Regions from separate parts of the Triticum aestivum genome. Here region 2 is linked to region 1. A link is a contact called in public Hi-C data. All regions are on one chromosome and are shown on one strand. Each heading gives the region's core, a stretch centred on a gene start, on an enhancer-like site or on the middle of the called end of the contact. The rest is flanking DNA. Distances are from core to core; before and after follow the strand shown.

Region 1 (7,175 bases), core at 1,648-4,147:
GCATTCACAACTACAAAAGAAGTATTAAGGTAAACCTAACCATAACATGAAACTAGTGGATCCAAATCAGCCCCTTACGAAGCAAGGCATAAACTAGGGTTTAAGCTTCTGTCACTCTAGCAACCCATCATCTACTTATTACTTCCCAATGCCTTCCTCTAGGCCCAAATAATGATGAAGTGTCATGTAGTCGACCTTCACATAACACCACTAGAGGAGAGACAACATACATCTCATCAAAATATCAAATGAATACCAAATTCACATGACTACTAATAGCAAGACTTCACCCATATCCTCAGGAACAAACGTAACTACTCACAAAGCATATTCATGTTCATGATCAGAGGAGTATTAATATGCATTAAGGATCCGAACATATGATCTTCCACCAAATAAACCAATTAGCATCAACTACAAGGAGTAATCAACACTACTAGCAACCCACAGGTATCAATTTGTGGTTTTGGATACAAGATTGGATACAAGAGATGAACAAGGATTTGAGAGGAGATGGTGCTGGTGAAGATGTTGATGGAGATTAACCCCCTCTTGATGAGAGGATCATTGGTGATGACGATGATGATGATTTCCCCCTCCCGGAGGGAAGTTTCCTCGGCAGAACAGCTCCACCGGAGCCCTAGATTGGTTCCGCCAAGGTTCCGCCTCGTGGCGGCGGAGTTTCGTCCCGTAAGCTTGCATATAATTTTTTTCCAGGGTAAGAGGCTTCATATAGCAGAAGATTGGCACCGGAGGGTCACCAGAAGGCCCACGAGACAGGGGGCACGCCCCCCACCCTCGTGGCCAGGGTGTGGGCCCTCCTCTGGTACTTTCTTTGCTCAATAATTCTTATTAGTTCCAAAAATGATTTTCGTGGAGTTTCGAGACTTTTGGAGCTGTGCAGAATAGGTTTCCAATATTTGCTCCTTTTCCAGCTAGAATCCCAGCCGCCGACATTCTCCCTCTTCATGATAAACCTTGTAAAATAAGAGAGAATAGCCATAAGTATTGTGACATAACGTGTAATAACAGCCCATAATGCAATAAATATCGATATAAAAGCATGGTGCAAAATGGATGTATCACGCACAGGGATGTTTGGTGGAGTGGCAGCGGTCAAATTGTAGCGGCAACACATGCGTGGCTTTGATGGTGGTGCTGTGAGCACCTGGTCTCGAGCTCTGGGGCGAAAGCCTAAGGTCAGACCCGAGTGGTCATACCTGGCAATGACGATGTTTTCTATGTCGTTACCTTGTTGGAGGCATTGCTCGGATATGTTCAGGCTATTATTCAGGGTGAAAACTTTGATTCTGGCCTTTGTGGTTGGATCCGGTGACTGCGGCGCTTAAGTGTCGCTTCCTTTCTAAAGGCGTTGCTGTTGAAGATCATCGGCCTCCATGTGATGTCAATGGTTGGTGCGGATATGGTCTCAGTTGTAGTTTGTCGATTGCTGATCTGATCTCTTTGGAGCTTTTTACTTTTTCTTTTTCTTTTTTTCATGCCTATGCATAGCTTTTGGTCTTGTGACCTTGCTAGTTGTTGGCATGTTTATGTGTGTGTGTTGAATTAGCTGTGTGCATCCTAATTATGCAGAGGTCGGATGTGTGCTTATATCGTACCATCTCGATGCTTCATTTGAGCCAATAAAATTCACCCTTTATCAAAAAATGTACGTACTTTTTACTTAAAAAAATAACATGTGCAAAATGGGCAGTGGCTGCAGCTCATTTATGGACAGAAGAGTTTAGGTTAAAATACATTAAGCTCTGGGGCCGTTTCTGTCATCGATTGTTGAAGTGGCTAGCGGGAGCAGCGCGCAATCGTCAGGTTGCTTGTTCGATTTTTCATGTTATTTCTAGTAGCGTATCAAGTTTTAGAACTTGTTTGGCGTATTTTTTTTAGTTCAGACACTAAAGCGAACATCCTTAATAAGTTCAAGCATCATCAGTGTATTTACTTTTAAAATAAAATATTTTTTTTTAAGCATCACTGTTATCTCTATAGTGAAGGGTCTAATTAAGCACTGATACTTAAGGAAAAACTAATTTATTCTCTGCGCACAGAAGGCCTTATACAGACCTAAAACAAACAAAAAGCGAAAGGCCCACGGAGAGCCAAAAGAAAATAGAAACTGTTAGCAGAGAACTGGTCAGAAGATCATGACTTGCAGAAGGAAAATACAGACAGTTAGCGAAGACCATATGATAAAATTCAGACTTCATATTTAAAAGTCAAATTGGTCGATTTTCTCACCATTTGGACTCAGAACAACTTGCCGACTTGTATCCAGTGCAGTAGTGCTGGACAGTAATATGACGCTAGAAAATCTCGCACGTCACTATCAGACCAGCAACTTCTTCTACTTCCTCCGATCCATGTTACAAAGTTACACTAAGTCTGCGACAAGTAATATGGGTCGGAGGGAGTACTATTTTCCAATCAAATGAGCACAAGATTATTTCAACTGCAGCAATACTACTTAATGAAACACTGAAGCAAACATTTGCCCAAAATGTCCTCGTTTGACAAATGGCGAACGCCGTTGGCCATTGACCTAGTGACACATACGCATGCCGGAGGTGATGGCGAGCACTATAGCAGCAGTCGCCGCGTGCAGGCCCGTCGATGAAGGACAACGGCATTGGTCATGCGGAGCACTACTAAACCCTCTGCCAAGAACCATTCCTTATTAGATCATCAACCAGAAGATTCCATTAGTCAAATCATTCAGACGTCGGGCAAGCTGGCAGAATCCGTCGGGGCTACACAGACCATTATTCATTTCTACGTGCCTACATGCGCACCAGAACCTCCCCTCTCTGAACTGGAAATGGAAGTTCTCATCATCTTATATAAGCTGGACCGGCGCCCCTCTGAATTCTCTACCAGCTCGAAGTCGTCGATCGCACGCACGCACGCATCAGTTGGCTGTCCACAGGCAAGGAGGAGATGGGGATGTCGATGCGGGCTCTCCTCGCCGTTGTGGCCTTCGCGGCGGTGCTCAGGCTCGGGCGCGTCAGCGCCAACTTCGCCGACCTGTGCGACATCACGTGGGAGCCGCAGAACGCCGCGATGACGGACGGAGGGGAGCACCTCACGCTCTCCCTCGTCAGCAACATTTCAGGTAACACACATCGAATCTCTCAGCAACTTTTTACATGTCAAAATGCTCTTTTGCTTGCTGAATTACGTTCCGTACGCTTTTGACGTACTCTCGAAAAAAAAAATGCTCTTTTGCTTGCTGAATTCCATTCCGTACGTGCATGGCGATCCCGATGATCATTGCTGTTTTGGATTGTGGGTTTCATCAGGCAGTATGCTCCGGACCAAGAAGACGTTCATCTACGGCAGCATCTCCACCTTGATCAAGCTGGTCAAGGGCAACTCGGCTGGCACCGTCACCACCTACTACGTACGTCAGCTTAACGACTCATCTGAGACTATCTGACGGACTACATTTGACGGCTAACTGATCATGTGAAACTAATGACGATGGACAGACGTCGTCGGTGGGCGACGACCACGACGAGATCGACTTCGAGTTCCTGGGCAACGAGACGGGCCAGCCCTACACCATCCACACCAACGTGTTCGCCGACGGCGTGGGCGCCAAGGAGGTGCAGTTCTACCCCTGGTTCGACCCCACCGACGACTTCCACAACTACACCATCTTATGGAACCCCTCCATGATCGTGTAAGCAGCCCATGCATGCATCCTTGTACCTCTGCTGCCTGATTATATGCAGAATCAACGGAGGCTGACTTCCATGGATCGGCAGGTGGTTTGTGGACAGTATCCCTATCCGCGTGTTCCGCAACTACGCGAGCAAGGGCGTGCCGTTCCCGACGAAGCGGCCGATGTACGGCTTCTCCAGCATCTGGTCGGCGGACGACTGGGCCACGCAGGGCGGCCGCGTCAAGACGGACTGGACCAAGGCGCCCTTCGTCGCCGAGTACAACAACATGGGCCTCGACGTCTGCGAGTGCTCAGGCGCCGACGCCGAATGCGCCGCCAGATGCAACAAGGACACCCCGCCGGAGCCGTCCCAGCTCACCAAGGAGCAGATGCGCAAGCTCAGGGCCGTGCAGCTCGGCTACACCATCTACGACTACTGCGCCAAAGCCAGGGACGGCGGCAAGGGCCCCGTGCCGCCCGAGTGCGACATGGAACAGTACTGATGAGAAAATCAAGTGATACAACCATATGATCGATGATACGATGCGCGCACGTACTCCTCCCATTTTGTTCCCTTGGATGTTTGAGGGGCGTCGCGTCGAATCTCCTGATATGTTTATTCTTTTCTGTTGATGATTGTTTCTTGCGAGATTACTACGTGCATTCTGTTTTGGCCTGATCAATGATTTATAATGATCCAAAGAGGATGTTGCCTTCTCTCGAATATAAAGTTCTTCCTGTTGGGATCAGATAGTTGTAAATGGTGTGTCTTTCTTAAATGAAATGATCGCCGCTACTAAAATCAATGCTGATGTACTAGATAGCTACGTATTCCATAGAAACTTATCCATATAAATGTTCACAAAATGGTATGGCCATGTGCGACCTAGCTGAAAATGAGAAATGGGATAGCTTTGTAGCACAGTTTTTAAACTTAAACTATATTATTTTATGAAAATTTACATGTATAGGATTTGAGTGAGATTCTAATCAATATTTATAGACATTACTTTTTTACCTTTTTAAAGAGAACTGACTGCCGGGGAAACTTTGAAAAAGAGCACTGTACAGACCTTTTTTCTTGTTGACACGAGCTCCTCGGATGTCATTTGACCACAAACATCTGCACGCTCCTAACGCAACAAGTGTTGGATGCCTAAATATTTCAGCTTTTTCTAAGAAAAGTCAGTGTCGTTTTTTTATTTACTATTCAGCTAGAATAGATGTGAGCCTAGGCTCATCTCTGAATTACTGGGGAAAATGTTTCAGGCTCATCTCTGAATTATTGTCTGAAAATGTTTCAGGCTGCATTTGGGGAAAATGTTTCAGCAGTGGCAAGGGCGATGCCACACTACTGCCTACATTGAGCGCCATAGCTATTTCTCGCCCAGATGGGTATTTTTTGACAAATCTGGCCCCTTACAACAACTTCAAGCACGTCTGGCCCCTGGCCGAAACTAATAGCAAATCTGGCCGGCACCAAAGTGCAGGGCGCCGTATATGCACATCTCGGCTCTATTCTATATGGTGCCGAACTAGTGGGCCCAACAGCTGCCCGTCAAGCCGAACGGATGGCAAAACTGGAGACGTGGCATATTCGACGCCAAGGTGTTGAGCGCCAACGTGCGGCGCCATGGTACTTGGCGCCGAGCTTCGGCGCCACAGCGAGCAGTGCCGTCATCCTTAGAAGAAACCAACGCTCTTGTTTGCATCGTTCTGGATGCCTCCTGGATTCGGACGACGGCTGGCGCTGAAGTGTTCGGTCTAGGCGCCGCGTAACCCGGCGCCGTCGTTATTCATTTCGGCACTACGTTCCCTGGCGCCGACCTGGTCAATCTCGGCGCCAATCTCACTAGCGCCAAAGCACCCAGCTGATAGAAAATTTGGCCATCACCTCCACTCATTTTGTAGCCAACCCTGAAACATAACAACAGCAGATATATAACATCTCAAATCTCAGCACAACACATCATAGCTCAACAACAAAAGCCATCACAATACAGCGCAACACTAAAATGTTTAACAAACATCATCACAAAGAGTCCAAACATAAGAGAAATGACCATAATGTCACGCATACTTAGTTCATAGACATAAAAGGTCTCGAAACAAAAGCAACAAGTATGGCGCCTGGCCGGGGCCGACGGCGGCTACCTCGGCTGGCTGCGGCGGCTCGACTAGGTTCGATGAAAAGGATATGGGGAATTTCCCCACGGTGAATCGATGGAAACCTATCTGTAGTTCGGCGCCGAATACGCCACGTCGCCGGTTTCCCGTCCACTCGGTGTTACGGTGATGTTCTTGGGCCCACTAGTTCGGGGCCATAGATGTTGGAGCCGAGATGTGCATATTCGGCGCCTTGTTCTTTGGCGCCGACCCTAGGGGCCAAATTTGGAATTAGTTTCGGCCAGGGGCCAGACGTGCTTGAAGTCGCTGAAAGAGGCCAGTTTTGTCAAAAAATACCCCAGATGGAGACATAACTTCGCCACGGCGACTATATCTCGCTTCACGCAACAGTTTCTTCTGTCTCGCTGAAGCATTTCCCCCTGTGATGCAGCAGTTGTGCCAGCCCATTTTTGTCTTTTTATCCGCATTAGGTTTCTCAATCGAGTTTGCTCGCTGCACTTCGTTTGCTGTTCGTAGGTTTTTTTTGTTTTGTTTTTTACTGTTCTTCTTTGTTTCCTCACTAATTTCTCCGTTTTTAACTACCTCTTGCCCTCCCAGTGTACCCTTCTTTCTATCCAAAAAAAGGAAGAAAATGCCAAAAATGTTTTTATTTGTTTCTAAAATGTTTTTTCTTTGTTTCATCTTGGTTTTCAAATACTTGATCAACATTTTTCAAATACAAGAGTAACTTTATTTTGATAACTGGTCAACAGTTTTTTCTATACACATTTTAACTTTTTTCAAATGCTTGATCATGTTCAAATACAGATTAACATATTTTAAATACATATTCACATCTTTCTATACACATTTACAAATGCTTGATTTATATTTTTCAAATACAAAATTAACATTTCTATAATATATGGTCAATATTTTTTCTATACATATTTTTGACATTTTTTCAAATTCCCGATTAATATTTTATCAAATGCAAGATTAAGATTTTTTTTAATACATGTTCAAAAAAAATTCTCTACATATGCTCAAATGCTTGTTTAACATTATTTCAAATTCTTATTTAACATTTTGCAAATACATGATCAACTTTTTTCACACACATTATATATTTTTTCATATACATTTTTGGTATACACAAGATTTTTTTCTATACACATTTAACATTTTTCAAACACTTGGTTAACATTTGTTTCACATGTTTTTAAATACATGATATTTTTTTCACACACATTGTATATTGTTTCGTATCCACTTTTGGCATACACAAGATACATTTTTTCAATACACATATAACAATTTTTCAAACGCTTGGTTAACATTTTTCCAAATGTTTTATGCAAAGTGTTTTTTGTAATATATTTTATATATAATA
Region 2 (7,243 bases), core at 2,827-5,326, 150 kb after region 1:
TAGTCACAACTCTAGATGGAACATTGAATCCAGGGTACCCTTGGCCGGGGCAGGAAGGGCGACAGCCTAGAGCCAAGCATGACAGGGGGGGGGGGGGCGACTTTGTGCGTCCTTCGTACTAGGTAAACTATATAGCCCATCATTTACTTGCTTAAAAATGGAACCACCAAGGAGTTAAAAAAAGGCTTTAAAGTCCATAGCTCAATCAGCTAGCTTAGTACGTGAATCGTGAGGGGGGCATAGGCGGGAACCCCTAATTCTTAAGCCAGCACAGGGGGATGCCTCGCGTCTGGGGGAGCCTAGATGGGCCGGGCCAACCGAGCGGGTGGCCACGACCTGTTATTTTTTTTTTCTGTTCTTTGTTCTCGTTTTTTGCTTTATTTTTGTACTTTTCTTTATAATTATAGACACACACACACACACACACACACACACACACACACACACACACACACACACACACACACACACACATACACACACACACATATATATATATATATATATATAATCTCCAAAAGTATTTGACACATATTGAATAAGCGCTAAAAATTGTTGAACGAGTATTTGAAAAATTATTTGAAAATGTTGAATAAGTATTAAAATTGTTGAGCAAGTATTTGACAATGTTGAATAAGTAATAAAAAAGGTTGAAAAAGTATTTGAAAAAGTATTTGAAAATATTGAACAAGTATTTAAAAAAAATGTTGAACAAGTTTTTCAAAAAATGTTGATCATATATATATAAAGGTTGAGAAAGTATTTCTTTTTTAAAAAATTGAAAAAGTATTTGAAAATATTGTCGATCATGTACATAAAATATTGAACAAGTATTTGAAAACTGTTGAACAAGTATTTGAAAAATATTGACAGAGTATTTGAAAAAAAATGTTGAACAAGTATTTGAAAAAATGTTGATCACGTATAAGAAAAGTTGAACAAGTATTTGAAAAAAAATTGAATAAGTATTTGAAAAATATTGTACAAGTATTGGAAAAATGTTGAACAAGTATTTGGAAAAGTGTTGATCATGTATATGAGAATATAGAATGAAAAACAAAAAGAAACTCGAAGAAAAATACTAAGAACGAAAGAAAGAATGTAGAATGAAAAAACCATGAATAAACAAGGAGAAACCAAAAGAAAAACAAATTGTAATAACGAAAAGAAAGTAATCCAGATAAACATAAGAAAGCAAACAAAGAACGGAAGAAACGTAAAAAGGAAAAAACAGAGAAATAAAAAAAAACTTGTGGTCTTTACATCAAGTAAAATGCGACTCCTATGTGAATGGAGTCAGAAGTGGCGCAATGGCTAGCATCTCTACGCAGTATCGAAACAACCCATGTTCGGTATTTTTTCTATTTCTCTATGGCGCTAGTGGGCCGGCCCGATTAGTGGAAACGCTTCAGCAAGAGAAAACTCCGGGCTCGCTGAATGCGAGAAATAGTCTTCGCGCTCCTAGGCAGCCAACTTTGATTTATTCAATCCATCTCATCAAATTTAAAAAGAATGGCATGTTCACGGTCAAATCTGACATAGAATGCTAGTTGAGACCAGACAAAGAGGAAACGCTTCAGCAAGAGAAAACTTCGGGCTCGCTGAATGCGAGAAATAGTCTTCGCGCCCCTAGGCAGCCAGCTTCGATTCATTCGATCCATCTCATCAAATTTAAAAAGAATGGCATGTTCACGGTCAAATCTGCCTATAGAATGCTAGTTGAGACCAGACAAAGAAGAGAGGCGTGGCTTGATGGTTCGGGCGGCTCCTCAGGCACGAATGGACAAGGAGCGTGAAAATCATTATGGAAAACTCAGGTACCAGGGAAAATCAAAATGGTTTTATGGAGGCTACCGAAACAATCACCTCCGACCGAAGATGTGAGAGCCCACAGACACATGTCATCGACGAGTTTGTGCGGCCTCCGCGGCTCGCCTGACTCTTGGAGGCACTCGCTACTGGAATGGACGACATCAAGGTATTCATTGGCGTTGGTTGATGAGGAACTGGGACAACGTTTGGTTGCTATGACGGAACCAAATGCATGACAATGGCTCTTCTCTCTTTTTGAGACATTATCACATGAACAGTTTGTGAAGATGATGGCCACACTATAGGCCATATGGTTGTCTCGACATAAGTCTATACACGAACGGATCTTCCAAACACCGGTGGCATTGCACGCGTTTGTATGCACGTTCATGTCGATACCAGTCGTCGTTTCTTCTCCCTTCTTCCTTTGTCTCCGCGTTGTTTCTCTATTTCACCCCCCCCCCCCCCTGAATTTCTCTATAAGTGTTTTGTATTCCCATCTGTTGAATATATTGTATACGTGTATATTGTGTCTTCGGCCCATCTCCTAGTTCCTCCGTATAGTTGAGGTTGTGGCCCCCTTCTGTATTCATATATATGTGCCTGATGCACCGATCAATGCATTGTGTTGCACAGCCTATTCTTTCCCTTCTACTCCCTCCGTTCCTAAATATTTGTCTTTCTAGAGATTTCAAATGGACTACGACATACGAATGTATATAGACATATTTAAGAGTGTAGATTCACTCGTTTTGCTTCGCATGTAGTTACTTGTTGAAATTTCTAGAAAGACAAATATTTAGGAACGGAAGGAGTACATGGTATCACAGCCAAGAGGTCTTGAGTTCAAGACCCGGCTGGCGCAATTAAAATTGCAGCGCACTTTCGATCCACGTTTAGGTTTGAGGGAGCCACACGTGAGGGAAAGTGTTGACGTATAATGTGCTGCCTAGTCTCTTCCAACAGATTAATTTTTTGGTTGCGTTGGCTAGAGCATGTATTTCTACACCCTCCAGCGGGCAACAGAACTTTAGAAGGCAACACTTCATCAACACTTCATCTGTTCTGTTGGATTTTATTTCTGCAAACACCAACACAAAATTGCAACACTTCATCAACACTTCATCTGTTCTGTTGGATTTTATTTCTGCAAACACCAACACAAAATGTATACTCATCGTATATGAAAACTGGGACAATATGGCTCCCAATCAAACGCCACACACTTGGTTTACTTTCACAAAACTGTCTGGACTCTGGACCCAGAAGAAGGTAATCAGTATGAGGAGCCCCAGCAGCCCGTGCGCCGGTGGTGCTGAACCGCCTGCAGCGCCGCTCTTCTGGACGGTGAAGGAGACGGGTGCTGGCGGCGACGTGCTCGGGTCGGACCCGTTGATTATGCCGATCCCGAGGTCTGAGCAGCCTGATCCCAGAGAACCTGCACGGTGGAAACACCAAACCGCCGGCGAGGCAGCGTTAGCCTAGTCATACTCATACTCATACCTCAGTCACGACATGCTGTTGAGTCACTCACACTGGCGGTAGCAGGGGTAGGCGTCGTCGTCGAGGAGGTTCCTGAAGCCGTCGGGGCAGGCGCACCTGTGCGCGAACGCCGAGGACTCCACCTTCTCGCAGGTGCCGCCCCCGCAGTACTGCATCAAGCAAGCTGCGCCATTGGAAGGCAGGACTCAGTGGCGAATGCTTGAATGGATAAACAGAAACTCTTTCGCGATCATCTGAGGTGGTGATTAATTACGGTCGTAGACTGAGAGGTTTGTCAGCGGTGGCGCTGCTGGCGGCGGCGGTGACGGAGCCGGAGGAGACGAGCCGTCCTGGCACGAGTAGTTGATGGTGCCTGCCCAGACGAATTACGGCGGTCGATTCTTATTGATCCATCATCAAGAAAACTGGCGTGCAGGGTGTACGTACAGTTTGGTATGGCGCAGGGGAGGAAGGGGAAGTCCACGTCGCCGAGATGGTACCGGCTCCACCCCGGGTTGCAGCGGCACGCGAACCCGAACATGTAGTCGCCAGACTCGCCGCAGCTCCCCATGCCGCACTTCACCTTGCCGCACAGATCCCCATCTACTGCACGGGCTCCTCGAGGTAGCTGCACTAGCAGCAGGGCCAGCAGGCACGCCAGCGCGAGGGCCGACCTGTTGGTACGACCCATTTCGCCGTCCCGGCCCGGCCGGATCGAGCTGTACGTACGTGTGGTTTCGTCTTGTGCCCGGATCGAGCTTGGTGCACGAGGACGATGAGGGACACGAACTTATGTATGGAAGCTAATTAACTAGTGACCCATAGCCGCCGGACGGACCATTAATGTGGCATGCACCCGCGTGGAAGAATAGAAGCAGTCAGATTTGACGTGAGATCGATCAGACTTGACGACGACCACGGCCTGCCCAGGAAGGTCGCTGGTCCAGGCTCGTCATCTGTTCCAGAACATGGACTATTTGCAGCCGAGACGGCGAGACCTGGGGTTCCTTTCTTCGGTTGATCGAGAAGGGCTGAACTTTCGTTGATAGCGAATGGACACCGCCATCGGTCGAGAAGAGCTGAACTTTCTTAATAATTTGATCGTGAATGGACGGCGCCCCGGTTAATAATTTCTTTGCTCTTAGAGCAACTCCAATGGGACGACCCATTTCGTCCGCCGCCGTCCGTTTGGGTCGGCGCGGACAGAAAAGACGGTCCAACGCGTCGATCCAAACGGACGCGTGTTCGCTTGGCGTCCGCATGGCGATCCATTTTTGAGCCGGATTTGCGTCGGCGCGGACACGAGACGGACGCGCGCGCGCCTATTCCTCTCCCCGGCCCCGCCGGTCGGTGGCAGTCACCACCATTTCCCCTCATTTTTTCAAAAAAAACTCCCGCATGCGCGCGCTCCCACCCCAACCAGCCATGGACGACGCCGTCGACCTCGACGCCGCCGCCGGCCTCGCCTCCCTCGCCTCGTCCAGCGCCGCCACCGGCTCCGGGAAAGGCAAGCCTCGTGCCCCTCGCAAGACGGCCGCCATGACCAAGCCAAAGAAGGACGACCACGAGTTTCCGAACGACTACGGGCTAGAGGAAGAGGACGAGTGTGACATCGAAGTGGAGCCTTTGTTCGAGGACGAGCTCGCAACCAAGCCGCCGGTCCTAAGCCGAAGCGCAAGAGCAAGCGCACGAAGGCGTACATGGCGGACGAGGACAAACTTCTTTGCGAGTTTTGGCGAGACATTGGACAAGACCCCAAGACGGTCGCCGAGCTAAAGCATTCAACCTTTTGGATTCTTGTCCACCGAAAGTTTCATGAGCGCAAGAAGTTTTCGCCTTAACAATTTATGAGCACGCGTGGGTGGGTCTCTATATCCAAGCGATGGAGGGTGATCCAACAAGAGTGCAACAAGTTTTGCGCCACTCTTGAGAGCGTCAAGGCCCGCCCCGTGAGCGGCATCGGCATGCAAGACATGGTATGCTAGCAAGCCGCCCTCTTTTGTGTCATCAAGTTCATCCTTTGCGTGTTCATTTGCATATCACTTGCACATATGCTTGCATGGAAACATTTTGTAGGCATTTCAAGCTTTGGAGGCATTCAAGGTTCAACACAATGGCAAGTGCTTCAACCTCTCCCATTGTTATCGGGTCATCAAGGACGAGGAGAAGTTCAAGACGCAATATGCCGCACTCAAGTCGCGTGGGGGGAAGAAAGCCGTGGAGGATGTTGGGAAGGGCGAGCCGACACGGCCGCGGGAGAAGACCAACTCCAAGAAGGAGGACAAGCGAGATGCGGCCACCAACGCCTTGATCGCAGGCATGGACGGCATGATGAATAAGAAGGACTCAAGGGAGAAGGAGCGTCGGCGTTTCAAGGCGGAGCAAATGGACGCTTTCATGGAGATCCAAAAGAGGAGGCTGGAGCTGGACGCCGAGAAGCAAGCCAAGATGTTTGAGTTAAAGGCGGAGAAGCAAGCCAAGATGATAGAGATCGAGGCTGCCAACGCCAAGACCAAGGCGAAAGAAGTGGCTCTCGCGAATATGATGACCGGGGTGGAGATCATGAAGGTGGATCTCAACACCGTGTCGCAAGGAAGAGGTCGTGGTTCGAGAAGATGCAGGCCGTCATGCTCAAGTTCGATGACGAGTGATCTATGGTGGCGAGCGCCATCTTTTTTGTATGCCGGCAGGTGTGCCGGCATGACCACGGGAGCCGCGATGGCGTGATCGAACTCAAGTCCCACCTTTTTTGTGTGCTGGCATGTGTGCCGGCCGGCTGACGAGTGCGCCAGCATGAACTATGGTGATATTTTCTGAAGCCGGCATTGTATGCCGGCATGAGACATGGCCGCTGGCATGATCGCCCGCGGGCCTATTTTTAAAAGTTGAATGCGGACATGAAATGGGTCGGTGCGTTGGGCGCACTGCCGACCCAAATGCAAAATGGGGTGGACGCCGAGCGGGCGGCCGACCCAAACGGACAATAAGCAGACAAATGCAACATCCATTTGGGTCGGCCCGTTGGAGTTGCTCTTAATGGTTGGTGTTGAGCATGAAGAAATAATGCTCTTCAATCTTTGTCGTGGGGGGTGGGGGGTAGCGACGGCAGATTCAGTGAGTTGCGTTTGGCTGATTCTTTTTAAAAGACCTGCCACGTCCGTGGACGTTAGATCAGATGTTATCTGGCGGCTCAACACTATCCTCTTCGTTGCATCAAACTTGGTGTTGCAGAGCATTTGCAACAGTTGCAAATGTCATTACAGAAACATTTTCAACAAAGATTGTGTTGCAGATATTTTTTTTCATCTTTATTTTGCAACATAAATGGTACTGTTTTGCGGGAGAACTTTTGCAACATGAATAATTTGCAGATTTTTCACTGAAAACGATGTTGTCATGTGCGGTGTGAATCGAGAATTTTCTGCAATAAAGACAATGTTGCGGGTGGACTTTTGCAGCAAAGCCTTTGTTATAGAAAAGTATAAAAAACATCGCTGGCTGGAACAACGACTGATGTCTGCTAGAATTACGTCGGTATTTCCCCAAAGAGGAAGGGATGATGCAGTATAGTGACGGTAGGTATTTCCTTCAGTGATGAGACCAATGTTATCGAACCACTACGAGAACCTCCTCACACCACGTAAACAGCACCTGCACACAAATAACAAATACTCGCAACCCGACGTGTTAAAGGGTTTGTTGATACGTCTCCAAAGTATCTATAATTTTTGATTGTTCCATGCTATTATATTACCCGTTTTGGATGTTTATGGGCTTTACTTTACACATTTATATCATAATTGGGACTAACCTACTAACCGGAGGCCCAACCCATATTGCTGTTTTTTTGCCTATTTCAGTGTTTCGAAGAAAAGGAATATCAAACGGAGTCCAAACGGAATGAAACCTTCGGGAACGTGATTTTTGGAACGAACGTGATCCAGAGGAC

Evidence for each region. Hi-C and Micro-C count contacts between places; a contact is called where the count stands out from the background.
Region 2: a Hi-C map of leaf shows a contact between it and region 1, with 2.3 times the contacts expected there. The contact joins the promoter of LOC123161646 here to the promoter of LOC123162751 in region 1. A contact is called at or near these places in 2 of 5 Hi-C or Micro-C datasets (both in leaf).

Annotation. Positions count from the first base shown.
Region 1 is chr7B:455,958,710-455,965,884 of IWGSC CS RefSeq v2.1, forward strand. It overlaps LOC123162751 (probable xyloglucan endotransglucosylase/hydrolase protein 26), which reads left to right and starts at 2,898. Exons shown (of 4, transcript XM_044580516.1): 1 at 2,898-3,124; 2 at 3,312-3,412; 3 at 3,501-3,694; 4 at 3,780-4,400. The coding sequence starts at 2,950. The coding sequence ends at 4,179.
Region 2 is chr7B:456,107,909-456,115,151 of IWGSC CS RefSeq v2.1, forward strand. It overlaps LOC123161646, which reads right to left and starts at 4,077. Exons shown (of 4, transcript XM_044579457.1): 1 at 3,742-4,077; 2 at 3,569-3,667; 3 at 3,347-3,478; 4 at 2,871-3,250. The coding sequence starts at 3,985. The coding sequence ends at 3,024. It also overlaps the pseudogene LOC123158051.